3 separate regions of the Mus musculus genome follow, and all the other regions are linked to region 2. Evidence: chromatin contacts called from public promoter capture Hi-C data. All regions are on one chromosome and are shown on one strand. Each heading gives the region's core, a stretch centred on a gene start, on an enhancer-like site or on the middle of the called end of the contact. The rest is flanking DNA. Distances are from core to core; before and after follow the strand shown.

Evidence for each region. Promoter capture Hi-C pulls out the DNA fragments that hold promoters and counts their contacts.
Region 1: a promoter capture Hi-C map of fetal liver shows a contact between it and region 2, with 2.5 times the contacts expected there. The contact joins the promoter of Slc26a9 here to the enhancer-like site in region 2. A contact is called at or near these places in 12 of 39 promoter capture datasets (the C10 cell line, the HPC-7 cell line, cranial neural crest and 9 more) and 1 of 9 other capture datasets (adipose tissue).
Region 3: a contact with region 2 is called in a promoter capture Hi-C map of liver, with 1.8 times the contacts expected there. The contact joins the promoter of Rab7b here to the enhancer-like site in region 2. A contact is called at or near these places in 5 of 39 promoter capture datasets (cranial neural crest, embryonic stem cells, hematopoietic stem and progenitor cells and 2 more), 1 of 115 datasets of contacts at active chromatin or transcription factors (cardiomyocytes) and 3 of 9 other capture datasets (adipose tissue, liver and pancreatic islet).

The regions. Positions count from the first base shown.
Region 1 is chr1:131,741,317-131,745,406 of GRCm38.p6, reverse strand. Slc26a9 (solute carrier family 26, member 9) reads right to left here and starts at 1,385. Exons shown (of 21, transcript NM_177243.4): 1 at 1,294-1,385.
Region 2 is chr1:131,343,345-131,347,964 of GRCm38.p6, reverse strand. It overlaps Srgap2 (SLIT-ROBO Rho GTPase activating protein 2), which reads left to right. Exons shown (of 23, transcript NM_001081011.2): 9 at 2,102-2,203; 10 at 3,419-3,616. The region is part of intron 1 of Gm51644 (a long non-coding RNA gene); the gene reads right to left. Among named protein-coding and RNA genes, the nearest start is that of Ikbke, 66 kb to the right of the region's middle. Within about 2 kb of position 2,349, at least 21 of the 459 cell types and tissues checked have an H3K27ac peak or open chromatin away from gene starts, as enhancers often do. A contact at or near this core is called in adipose tissue and liver, where this site is marked.
Region 3 is chr1:131,686,782-131,691,210 of GRCm38.p6, reverse strand. Rab7b (RAB7B, member RAS oncogene family) reads right to left here and starts at 2,516. Exons shown (of 6, transcript NM_145509.3): 1 at 2,376-2,516.

The DNA of each region.
Region 1 (4,090 bases), core at 136-2,635, 400 kb before region 2:
AGACCAGTGATCCCCGAGAATATAGGTCAAAACCGAAGACAGCACTGAGTGAAGTCTGACCTCCCCTGGAGGATTATATCTTCCAAATCATGACCACGTCACCCTCCATGATTTGGCTCACATCCAGCTGGTCTCCATTTCTTTAGCAAACCTCTAGAGGTCATTTTGTATAGTTTGAGACATTCTCACTAAATTCAGATTATATGTCACTCTGCTGGAAGCCCCTGAGTACTAAGAGATAAAGAAAGACCTTTGCATCAGGATTTCCTAGAGTGAGCCTCAGGGCAGGTCAGACCCCGGGAGGGGCCAGAAAGCCTGGTGGAGTAGCAGAGCTGGTTCTGAGAGCCTGCTGGGGGCGGCAGGGGCTCTGGGGGAGGATCATCTTTGAGTAAAAACACTAAGGGAGAAAAATCCTCTCCCAGTCTGCCCTATTTCAGGGTGGGGAAGGCTTTGCTACTTTAAGGGACCCATCCAGGCATTCTCACCTAACAGGCCTAAGCTCAACTGAATAGTTGGTGTCACGATGATAACAGATTTGCTTGGCCCAGCCTGGAGAACCTCTGGGCTGTTTTCCAGAAGTAGAGACACTGCCCAAGGATGCCTTGGGACCTCTTAGAACTGTGGGCTGGGAGGCTCAGGATCTGGGCGCCTGTGAGTCTGGCTCCTCACCAGTGTACTGGCCCAGACCCTCCCGATGCTGCACCACGAAACGCTCTAAGCTCAATAGAGCCTGTCCCTCACTTGCCTTCAGCTCCTTATCTTCCTCTCCAGTTACCTCTTTTAGCTTCATGGAAGCAACAGGGACCAAATAGGAGTCCACAGAGCTCATGCAGAATACCCCGAAATGGGGAAATAAGCGAGGGAAGGAAAGGGTGTAGAGACAGAAGGACGGGGACACAGCCACTTCGAGATGCACCAAGAGCTAGCTCTCTGCTTCCAGGACTTGAAAAGAAGTAGAAAGTGGAGGGGGTGGCTCAGAAAGGTTCAAGCTCCATTCCTTTTCCTGGAAGGCCCTGTTTGCCTGACTCTGACTGGGTGTCTTTGAGCTCCTCCAATAGAGTCCATTCTGTGTATTCTTCCAGTGAAACTCACCCTAGCAGCTGAGGTCTTTATGGTGCGCTCCACAAGGACTGGAGGGCTGCTCATAGGATCCGGTTCAGAACGTCCTTCCCATGTGTACTCAGGTTCCTAAGCCCCCACCACGTCATCTCTCTTCTGAAGGTACCCCTGGGGCCTGCTCTCTTCCCTGGATAACCCCCAGCCCTTGGGTGGGTTGGGCTGGGTGGGGCTTACCTCTGGGTGAGCAGAGCCGGCTGGGCAGGGCTGCAGGTGTGTCTGGGCAGCGGGCAGCAGAGAGGTGTTCCTGAGGTGTGTGAAAGGGCTCTGCTCAAATAATCCAGGGAGGCGTTTATAAATAACTTCACCTCAGGGCCGCCAGTGAGCCCCGGCTTCTGATTGGCTCGGAGGGGAAGTGGTTTTGAACACTACACCAGAGCTAAGCCTAAGGAGATAGGAAAAGGAGATAAGGGGGGGAAAGGTCCCAAATGAACAGCCCTTTTTTTGTTTTACCTGGGGAGCAGGGCTGTTTGATGGGAGCTTGGCACTTCCTAAATCCACCTGAAGACAATAGGTCACATTCAGCGGGGCCACTACCCTACAGACTCCCCCAAGGCAGTCGGCAGAGGAGGGGCAGCAGGCAGATTCCTCTCTGAGCCTGCTGTCCTGCTACTTATGGGGCTGGGGGTCAAGCCACACAGCCCTTTGGACAATGGATACCATTGAAGCCACCTGAGGGGTTGGGCTCTGTGGCTCTTGCTTTGAAGGTTGGGGATCTAGAGGTGAGGGACAGTGGACCTCTGAGCACCCTGGGAAAGGGCATGAATGGTGTCTGGAGGCCCTGAGGGCCTTGAAATACTCGGAGCTGAGGTGGAGACTTGCTTTCCAGCTCCATCCCCGACCTTAAATCATTGTGAAGACCGTCCCTGTGCAGTGCTCAGAAATATCAGAGATGCCATGAGGCTCAGAAACACTAGAGTAAAGAAGCTTAAGAAACTGGACCTACAGCAAATTTAGGAAAGGTGTTCTGGAAGCCATCAACTCTCTGTACCATCCCTTCCAGGAACCAGAGCCAATGACCATGTTCCCAGATGCCTTTGGGAGCAGAGCTGTGGGTCCCTTGGCCACCAATGCAATGGGAAAGCAGTGTGGGAATCTACCAAATGAGAGTTCCTCCCTGAGCCCATGCGGCTTCCCACCGTCCCCCACGACATCTTGAACTAGACTGTCCCAGCCTTGAGTTGTCCTTCTATTTCTCTAAGATAAAACAGAAGCTCTGAAATTTGATATAGGGGTGCTCCAGCAAAGCACTGTTGGAAGTGCCCCTGGGAAGGTGAAATGAAGTTGCTTTGGCACATAGTAGGGACTCAACAAATATCTGTTGAATGAATGAAAGAATGAATTGTCTGCAAGCCCAGCCCAGTGGATAGTTTGAAGATGTATTGCTTGTGGGGACTAAGGAAATACCCAAGGTCACTCAAAGGTGTCGAGGTGTAGCCAGGATGCCAGGGACCCAAGTATGCCTGCCACTCCAGTGGGGGGGAGAACGTGTCAGTGAACACTGTCTTGGAGCCCTTCCCCGTGCTCCTGCATAGATGGCATGTTTCCCTCCTGCAGTATTTCCTGCCTTGGTGTTATAACATGGAGCACAGCCAGTGGGCATGATGTGCTGGGTAGTCAGTCTTCTAAACTCGTTTACCGTATGAGAGATGTCAGTGGGCAGATCTGGGCTGGTTTACTTTTGTGTTCTGACCACCTATTCACTTTCTGGTACTCGTTAAAGCTTCATGGTGAGTCTGTGAGATGGGTGAATGATAATGGGAGGGAGTCTTTGAACAAATCAAAACCTAAGACCAGGAATCTGTCTGCTGACATCCAGCACTGTCTGGTGCAGTGGGCAGCATGGCCTGATCTGCATTTTGGCCAAGAAATTCCTCGAAAGCAGGTGAGTCATGAGGCTTGTACTCTAACCAAGTGACAGTGGCCATCCAGATCAAACAGTGGTCTCTTTGTTGAGCCATCGTGCCTATCAGGGAAGTTTTGGCTGTCCTTCTTTTGGCCAGAGAGTGTCCTGTCCAGTTGACTGGGACAACCAGTATTATCTCTGCAAGTGTCTCTTCTCTTTTAAATGACCTATGGATAGACTGGGCTACCAACCAGTCTAGTGTGAGCTTTATTATCTATGTCAGTTCCCTCCGTGCCTAGCCTGGCTTACTATAGTAGCGTTCAGGTTATCTGATGTAATTCTAGAACCAACCATGTGGTATACACTTGCTACTCTCATGTTTGGACGAGTAAACAGAGCTTGACTGAACTGAAATAACTTATCCAAGTTCACCAAGGTCTTCATGAAAGAGATCGGAAGTGAATTTGGCTACGACATTCTACCTTTGGACCTGTAGAATCAGGGATTATGTGTGAAGCCACACCCACCTTTTTAATACAACCAGCCAGGCTTTTGACTAAGTCCCAAGGTGATCTGGATGCAGGATGCAAGTCCTCCAAAATGACTTGGGAGCTCCTTGGCAATTTAACTTTTCCATAGTTTCAGAAAAATTCTGGGCAGGGAGGCTTTACCTAATTGGACAGGACAATCGGACTCAGAGGCTCCTTTGAAGTTGGGTCTCAGGTGGGAGAAGCCTGGACCAAAAGTGGGGAGTCAGAGGTGGTACCAGAGGACAAGCAGCCCTGAGGGCTGAAAGAGTGTATTGGGAACATATTAGATAGAGTAAGGTATGGAACGCTTAGGGATGAGCCGGGATACAAGAAAATAGAGAAACAGACATGGCACTGAGCCAGAAGCAGCAAGAACAACAAGAAATAGAGACAAAATCTTTGCAAGAGAAAGCAGCAAAAATACCAAGGATGCCTCAGCCTTGGGTTTCCTTAGCCCAGCATCTGTGTTCACTACGAAAGCGCCTATTTTATTCCCATCTTAGGGCTAGACTTTGTACTGGTTCTGTCCTTCCTTCCTTCCTTCCTTCCTTCCTTCCTTCCTTCCTTCCTTCCTTCCCTCCCTCCCTCCCTCCCTCCT
Region 2 (4,620 bases), core at 1,100-3,599:
TTTATATATAAAATATGAAGTGGTTTCTCTCCTCTTCTTCTTGGGGAAAACCTAACCCATTACAGTTTGTTTCCATTGCTGTGGCTGAGTAGATGTCAGCATCTAGACCGATGGAAAACTAAGACAGCATCGTGTTACAGTTAGGAGGGGGCATCACCAACCTCCAGGAAGCCCCATTCCTCACCTGCTTTGATTTCTGTTTATAGTTGTCTTCTAAACCCATTCTCCAGCTGCCATTGAGATTCCTTCCTCTGAATAAATGGAACTTGGGACTATCTGAGTGGATTGGTTGATTTTCTGGTGTTATCTGAGTTCTCTTCTGAGCCAAACAGCATGTCTCCATAAATGGGAATCCAAATGATGGGTACTCAGTCCCCCTCCTTGCCCAGTCAGAACCACATTTCCATACTCTAAAGCACAGATGGAGTGCATTACCTTGCATCCTGGCTAGAGATCACTGACAAAGCATGCATCAGCAGCTTTGCTGCTCCTTAAAGAAACAGGATTGGAGACATTTTTTTTTCTCTAATTCTTCCATTCTAGGCCAGGGTGACTTTAAAAAATAATAGTTCATTCTTTTGCCCAGTATGTGATACAGCTGATTCATGGCTTGGCCAGAAAAGGGGCCAGAATTTCCCATTCTGGCTTAGAGATGAGATGTCAAGTTATTCTTGCATCCTGCTAACAGGCATTCTGCCTCATTGTGGGATATTTGTAGGCAGAAGAAAGGAGCTGCCTGGAAGTCCTTTAAATGGGGCCAAAGTTCAGGTAGCATTTTAATGGAAGCTCTGGAATTAGCTACACTGGTGTTCTCGGACTGCAGATATGGCAGATGGCAGCTGCTCTTGGATGCACTAGGACTTGGTGCCTGTTTCAACTCTTGGTGCACCCAGAGGTTTGAGGGCACTGGATGCACAACTGGTGACATCAGGGCCAGAAACAGAAATTTCATTCTTGGCAGTAACCCATCTGGCCAACAAGCTTTCTCCATTATGTCTACTTCTAAAAGCCATAGTGAAATCAGCTCCAAATCTTGAACAAGCCTCTCAGATGAAGAAGAGATCAAATCAGTTGGAATCTTAAATACCAAAGGGGAAAAAGGTCAATTTCCAGTCTCCTCCATTTAAAGAGAAGTTTTATTTTTTTTTGAGTAAGAGAGTGGTTTACAAATATATGAATATACTCAGTCTTTGCTGAGGATAACAGAGCCAAATTCTATCCATATGTCTCTTCTGGTAAGAGCTAAAGGACACTTGATAATAAAGTGACAGGCACTTCCTCCACATGGGTCCTATCCTTCACTTCCTAGCCTTCTGCCTGTCATCCGTCATCCAGGAGATCGGATTACCTCATACCATAGCCTCACCTTTATCTATAGACTCTACGTCAGCTGTTCCTTCACAGAAGATAGAGTTGGTTAATTGGGGATGGGGGTACAGGGGATCTCACACCTAGTGGGATACAATGATGGCTATTTAAAGATATCAAGTTCCTCCTGTCAGATCTCATGCCCTCTGGGGCTCTCTAACTTGAGCTTATGAACTTGCTCCCAAATTCACATAAACTCTTTCCCATTGGCTCAAAGCTCTCGTGCATGACCCAGATTTATAAACATACATGCTGCCAGCAGCAGCAAGTTAGCTTCTTGGCCCACTTCTCTCCTGCTTTTTAACTCTAGTGTATGAAGTGGGAGGAGGGAAGAGCCAGAGAGGTGACCACTTGGACCTTTGGCAGGAACTTCACTGTGCCAAAGTGTTGGGTTTCTGAACCAAGGGCTTCTTGAAACACTCTTGTCTAGCCTCCTCAGAATTCCCTGAATCAGCAGCTGCTGCTAGACCTACCCTGCCAACCACCTGCCTGCCTTTGAGTTACAAAGAGAGAAACAGTCTTTCCAAATAGATTCTCCTCCCCTTTCACATATCCTTTGGTCTAGAAGTTCACATGCATACTTTTTTTTTTTTTTTTTTTGCTCATAGAAACTGCAAGCCTTCCAGTAGTTGGGATGCAATACAATGTAAATTGTTTTGAGCAGTAGTGAGAACTCTGGAGTCCTCAAAAGATATATGTCCTCTTCCTGACCTTCTGTTGCTTTTTCTGACAGGCCTCTCAACTCTGTGCCCAGCAGCCTGTCCAGAGTGAGCTGGTGCAGAGATGCCAACAGCTGCAGTCTCGCTTATCCACTTTGAAGATTGAGAATGAAGAGGTGTGTTTCCTTCCTAGGAAGCTCGGAGCCACTGTTTCCTTGTTGAACTACTTATGGCTGTCCATCAGGGGCAAGTAGAAGGAGCATGCAGAGAATGTCCAGGCTATTGCAGAGATTTCCTGGCCAAATAGAGGCTAGCGCTTTCCCTGCTGCTACATCCTGCCCTTGAAATTCAGGAAGTTGTTCGTACATTGCCAAAGGTTGTGCTCTATTTTAGGCTTTTACAAAATGCCCCTCCCCACTACACATTTAATCAAAGTGGCACTTGGCCACTGTGGGAACAATATCAAGTCTCTGAAATGACCCACTCATGACTGGCTTTTTCCAGCATTTTCAAAAAGAAACCTTTTGACTTTGACACTTCAGACATCTCTCTCCTCTTACAGGAGGGTGACTTTTTTTTTTCTAAACACAGAATATTTTCTTTTAATATCCAGTTTAAAAAGGCAATTTTTAAAAGTTTAAAAACAATCCAGTTTAAAAAGGTAATCCAGGTTTCCATTGAGCTCAGATGGCTTTTTCTTGTATTTTAGTAAGTCTTAATTTTACTAAGAAGTAGGGTTGGGTCACTTAGTTTGCAAATAGGAAAGCAAACCCATTCATTGATTGAAGGTCACGAAACAGTGCCAGGAACATTGAAGGACAGGATCTATCACATATTTTCATCAGCTCCAGTATGTTGGAAATACTGTTTTGCAATTATGTTATTCTGTTTCCCTTTGCACTTTCATTATAATAAAGAAATAGGTTAAAAACACTGGTTGCTCTTGCAGAGGACGCAGGCTTGGCTTCAGCACCTGCATGGTGGCTCACAGCCATCCCTACCTTTAATTCCAGCAACTCCAACCCCCTCTTCTGGCCTCCACAGGAACCAGGCATCACATGACACACTCACATGCAGGCAAAACATCTACACATACGATAAGTCTCTTTGAAGAAAGTAAACATTACATAAAAGGTACACAGCAGAGAAAGAGTGGAGTTTAGGTGTTTGCTGGAGAGAGCAGTGAGCTGAAACTGGGTTCCTGTGATGTTCATCACTCAATCACTCAGTACTGTTCAGTGAGAAGTGCAGCTGTGATCTGCTGGCATCCTTCCTTCCTACCCCTCTCTTGGGAAGAGAGACATTCCTCCTCTCAAGCTCCTCCTAGTTGCTCTATCACCTGCCATTTTAAAGCCTGCTTCTCATGATTATTTTGGCCATTATGGTTATAGGTGAAAAAGACAATGGAGGCCACCCTGCAGACCATTCAAGACATTGTGACTGTTGAGGATTTTGATGTATCTGACTGCTTCCAGTATAGCAATTCCATGGAGTCTGTCAAATCAACTGTCTCTGAAACATTCATGAGCAAGCCCAGCATTGCTAAGAGGAGAGCGAACCAGCAAGAGACGGAACAGTTTTATTTCACGGTAAGGGCACTCTTTGGCCTTATAAGAACATCAGTAGACACTGACGCCCACAGGAGCTTTGGAATCAAGAGTTTTTGCCAACTGTCTGAAAAGCAAGCTTTAAATGCACAAGATTTGAGCCTGGCATACTTGGACACCACCTTGACACTTAAAGCAAAAACATCTACAAGTTCTATGTGTCTTCTGGGGCCCTCAAAGAAAGGGATGCTCCTAAAGAAATCACTTAGAAAAAAATCAGGGAAACTTTTAACCAGCTAGTATAGAAGCCCTCTCACTCACAAGAGATCATGGCAAGGGAATTAAGTTTATTGGTTTTTGAGAACTATATTCAAATATCTTTGCCAATATGTATATTGTTTTAAGAAATTTAAAGTCTCTCCTAAGTGATTTGAATACATTATCATATAAGTTCCATTATTAGGAAGTTATTTTTTCTAATTATTGGTGAAAGTTAAAGAGACTTAAATGAGCAACTTGGTGGGTTTGTAGAGAATTCTAGAGCAGTATATTTTATTCATTTCTCTCAGATCTCCTTTTAGATGAGTAGATGTGTATCTATGTGTGTCTGTGTGTACAAAAGTTAATAGTTTTTGTTTGTTTGTGTTTGTTTGTTTGGTTTGGTTTGGTTTTTCAAGACAGGGTTTCTCTGTGTAGCCCTGGCTGTCCTGGAACTCACTCTGTAGACCAGGCTGGCTTTGAACTCAGAAATCCACCTGCTTCTGCCTCCCGAATGCTGGGATTAAAGGCGTGTGCCACCACGCCTAGCTAGTTAATAGTTTTTAAAAAGCTGTTAGCTGATCTTTTGTTTAATAATTAAATTGTTTTGAACTTGCCAAGTCTGACTTTTGCCTGTACCAAAATTTATTTCCTTATCTTATGATGACCAAGAAAAGAAAAACTGACTTTTCAGTTGTAAGATACCACATGGCCATTGACAATCCACACTGAGCAAATGAAAGGACGTCAATTGTCTTCCAGTCATGAAGCACACTCAGCATGGAGCA
Region 3 (4,429 bases), core at 1,267-3,766, 340 kb before region 2:
CCAGATGTGCCCTGGGTGCGTGTTCCTTTCATCAGGGGGACAGGTTTCTTCTAGGGGCCATCCACAGGTGCTGGGGGAGGGAGTGTTAGGGGTGGGGTTGAGGTCTTCCCTTTGGGTTTTACTTGCTTCTGATCCTAATAGCTTCTCAACCCCTTCTGCTGTCCTGATGCCCTTTCCAGATGATCCCTGGAAGTGTGCAGCCACCAAAGACTCCCATACCCTGATCCCCAAAAAGGCAAACATTAATGAGTCTGACATCTAAACATAGCCTTGATCTTTGGTTCAGAGAGTGACCTGGGCTGGCCAAGTACCAGGGCTGAAGGAGTCTGTCTGGGAGCAGCTAGGAGTGGGGCTCTCTTGACTACTACTCCCAGGTTTCAGATAGTAGCTGAGGTCCTCTCCCATGTTGTCTACCCCTGGCTGGGTGTAGCTACAATGTTCTTTGGGGCCTCTTTTCACTGGCTGACTCAGAGATTCAAAGAGGGAAGCAAGGCATCTTCGTATCAACAAAGCCGAGTCATCTTCACTGTTACTTAACAGTGAGTAGCAGGCTTGGAATGCTGGACCTGCCCAGCCAGCCCAGCCCACACAGAGCAGGACTCCAGACAGGACCACCTCTTCCCTAGCTCCCGCCCCACAGCACTTCCAAGCCAGAGCTGGGCCCCACCCATAGCTTCTCTACAAACAAGGAAGACTGTTGCTGCAGAGCTCTTCTTGGGCCTGTGTCTAATCTACCAGAACTCTTGAGGATCTCAGCCTTTACCTTCTGACATCCATATCCCACTGGCTCCATCCAGGAACCCACATAGTCTCTTGCCTTACTTGTCCTGGATGAGGTCCTGTGTAAGTTGTCAGGGAGACCAGTGAACAGCGGCAGCTGAGAATTCTGCAGCAGGCCGGGTTTCTCTGCCCAGTATTCAATCTTTCCCAGCACAGTTTCTCTTCTCCCCCTGCACCCCATACTTTATTCATTCTAGAAAACAGTGGACTTGCAGGCCGAGTGTAAGGTTTTCTGTTTAATGAGATTCTTGGGGCACAGGAGGCTTTGTTGCCTGCCAGGATCACTTGACAGTTGGCATCACCCACCCAAATCCTTGCAGGTCTAAACCTGCTTCCTCTGCAAAGCACACCCACAGTGCTGGTTTCGGAAGGCTCCTCGTTCTCACTCTTTAAGCTCTTTGGGGAAATGTTTGTCCTGCTTCCCCAAGTAGACTACCGGTACCCTAGACAGTACCTCTTATCTCACTCTACCCCGCCTGTCCCCAAAGCATGGTCACTGATGCTGTGGATACAGAAACTTCCCTGAAGAGTGACAATCCATCCACGTGTCCTTTCTAATGCATGTATCCATTCATTCATCCATCCAGGTGTCTGTCTATCCACACACTCACATAGTGCACACCCGCTAAGCAGAAGCACAGTATATGTCTAAGGATACTCACAAACTACTATCTCCATAAGACCTTTGTAGTGGGGGACTGACCTATAAGCCCAAAGCAATTCTTTTTTATCAATAAAGAAGCAGTTTATAGAACACTTACAATTTACAAAATGCTATTATAGCCCAATGGATTCTATAGTCAGTACTAGTTGGTGGGCTGGTAAGATGGATCAGCAGGTAAAAGTACTCGCTAGAACCCATGTAAGGGTAGAAGGAGAAAATCAACTCAACAGAGCTGTCCTCTGACCTCCACAAATGTGCTGTGGTAAGTATGCATGCCTATCATTCACATAAAACGTAACACCACACACACACACACACACACACACACACACACACACACACACACCAAACAACAACAAACTAGGTTAGTAGCCAGCTTAGAGTAGAACCTGGACCTGCCCACTTCTGTTCATTAGCTCCTACATGGTAGCTCTTCACCTGGAGAAATTCTTATGGATTAGAACAAGAGGAATATTTTCCTATTTTGAGAGCTCATCTTTCTCTGATAGCTTCCAAATCTTCATCCTAGATGGCCCCCTGTCTGTGGGCCAAGGAGCTGCCAGATTCCGTAGGACCCAACCCTTTTAGAAGGTTTTGGTTTCTTCCAGGCCCTGCGGGTCTAGAGGCATAATGAGAGCCTCCTTTGAGCTGCCTGTCCTGTCTGGTATTGCTGCCTTTGCAGGTTCCCAGGCTGGGCCCCGCTCCCTGTGATTGGCAGGGAAGTCCTTTCTCCACCTCACTCAGGAACTTTCTGCAGTGCAGGGGTCTTCGGGTTGGATTAAAATTCCGCACCTGCCAGATTCTTAGCCTCATTTCTGTACCTGGTTTCTTTTCCTCTTCACCAGCAGACGAACAGTTCCGGCGCAGATGGGCACATGCAAGGACAGATGGGCTGCCAGGCCCCTTCCAGGCATGGCTGTACGACACTCACCTCACACAGGTGGGAGTTCTAGGTCTGGGTCTCTCTTCTAGGAGTGGCAGTTTCAATCTGGCCAGTATTGAGAACGCAAACGGTTTTGGTGAGAGGCCACTTCCCTCTGAGTTTTCCTCCTCTCTTTCTGTGCACAGACTTGGGAAAGTTGCAAAAGAGGCTGGGCCAGCGTGACCTCAGCTGTGTGGGTGGAGGAGGCGGAGTGCACAGGGAAAGCCAGCGAGGCTTCAGAGCTGTGTGCATTCAGGGCACCAGGCATATTCAGTTCATCAGGATTCTGATCCCAGGGGATGAGGGACGGCAGGTTTGAGTTGGGGAACTTTTGGACACAGGGCTTGAGAGGTGACACGTCCAATTTATGAGCTTGTAGGGACATCTGCCTCTGTCCATGGGAGTCTCAGGAAAGGAGCCCTTTGTTTGTTTCCCAAACAGTTGTGGAGCAGATTGGGTCCAGCCACCAGTGACCCAGTGAGGTTGGAAGATGGTCTGCTTTTAGGCCTTGTCCTCACCCCACACATCTCTCTCTCTCTCTCTCTCTCTCTCTCTCTCTCTCTCTCTCTCTCTCTCTCTCACACACACACACACACACACACACACGCACAGTATATAACACATGCACATGCATACACACAGAAAATATACACTATCCAACACCCTGCCACACTATACATGCATAACACACTTATACTTCATATGCACACCCTTGCATCCCTTGTGCCACACTCCTCACACACACATGAAACAAGATCCATTCCCTCATCACATCCATTCTATACCACCCACACCCCTACTCCATTCATATAGAATATACCCATCACACACGCACACCACACAACATACACATACCATACTACACTACCACATACATACACCACACATGCACACCACACCACACACCATACCGCACCACATATGCACAGCACACATGTATACCACACACCATACCTCACCACATATGCACACCACACCACATCAGACTTGTAAGAGGTGAGGTGTGTCCTGGCACCCCACAATCCCACACTGGGCCTCTCTGGTTAGGTTGTTGCCCAACCTGAAACACCTAGAAGAAGATGGTAATTTAAGATGCTGTTAGCATACAGTTAATGTGGGCATCTCATTTCACTGTTGTGGACTGTGCCTTGCGTATAATTGGCAGATGAAAGGCAGATGGAGTGAGTTTAGACACGACTCCCCAGATCTCAGGGGGGTCCCCTTAAGGTGTATCTAATGCGCTTCACATTCCTCACAAGTTAGGACTTTGTCTCTTTGTAGACATATTCCTTTGATTACTGTCCTGTCAGAAAGTTCTTCCCGGTTCCATAGTGCTCTCTCTCTCTCTCTCTCTCTCTCTCTCTCTCTCTCTCTCTCTCTGATGGGGCTTTCCAGCCACCATGTGTCTAAACCAGCCATAGAACCCTGCATTTGGAAAGCAGATGGGTAGCCTTGGAACCCACACTTGGCCAATTGTGCTGCTGGCATTGGCCCTACCAAAGAGTAGAAGAGAAATTGAAGTTTATTTGCTTCTATCAACTAGCAAACACTTTTGGAAGAAGGTACTTAATGGTTTCCGTACTGAATTCTACACAGGAAAGCTGAGACACTCTAAAGCCTGCTTACCCAAGTGAGGTGTTTTGGTTGCTGAGGAAGCCAAGGCAGTGCGCTGATAATCCCTGGCTTATGGAAGCTCCTTGGTTCCTGGACTATTGTCCTTTAGAAGTTCCCTCAAGCCCATGCCACCTGAATGCTCCCGATCTCATTAGCTAAGCAGAGTTGACCTGGCCAGAACTTATCTGAGAGACGCTTCTCTAATATTACTCTACTCCTCCCCCCCAGACCAGCTTTTATTTTTTTTTTCCATTTTTTATTAGGTATTTAGCTCATTTACATTTCCAATGCTATACCAAAAGACCCCCTTACCCACCCACCCCCACTCCCCTACCCACCCACTCCCCCCCTTTGGCCCTGGCGTTCCCCTGTACCGGGGCACACAAAGTCTGCGTGTCCAATGGGCCTCTCTTTCCAGTGATGGCCGACTAGGCCATCTTTTGATACAT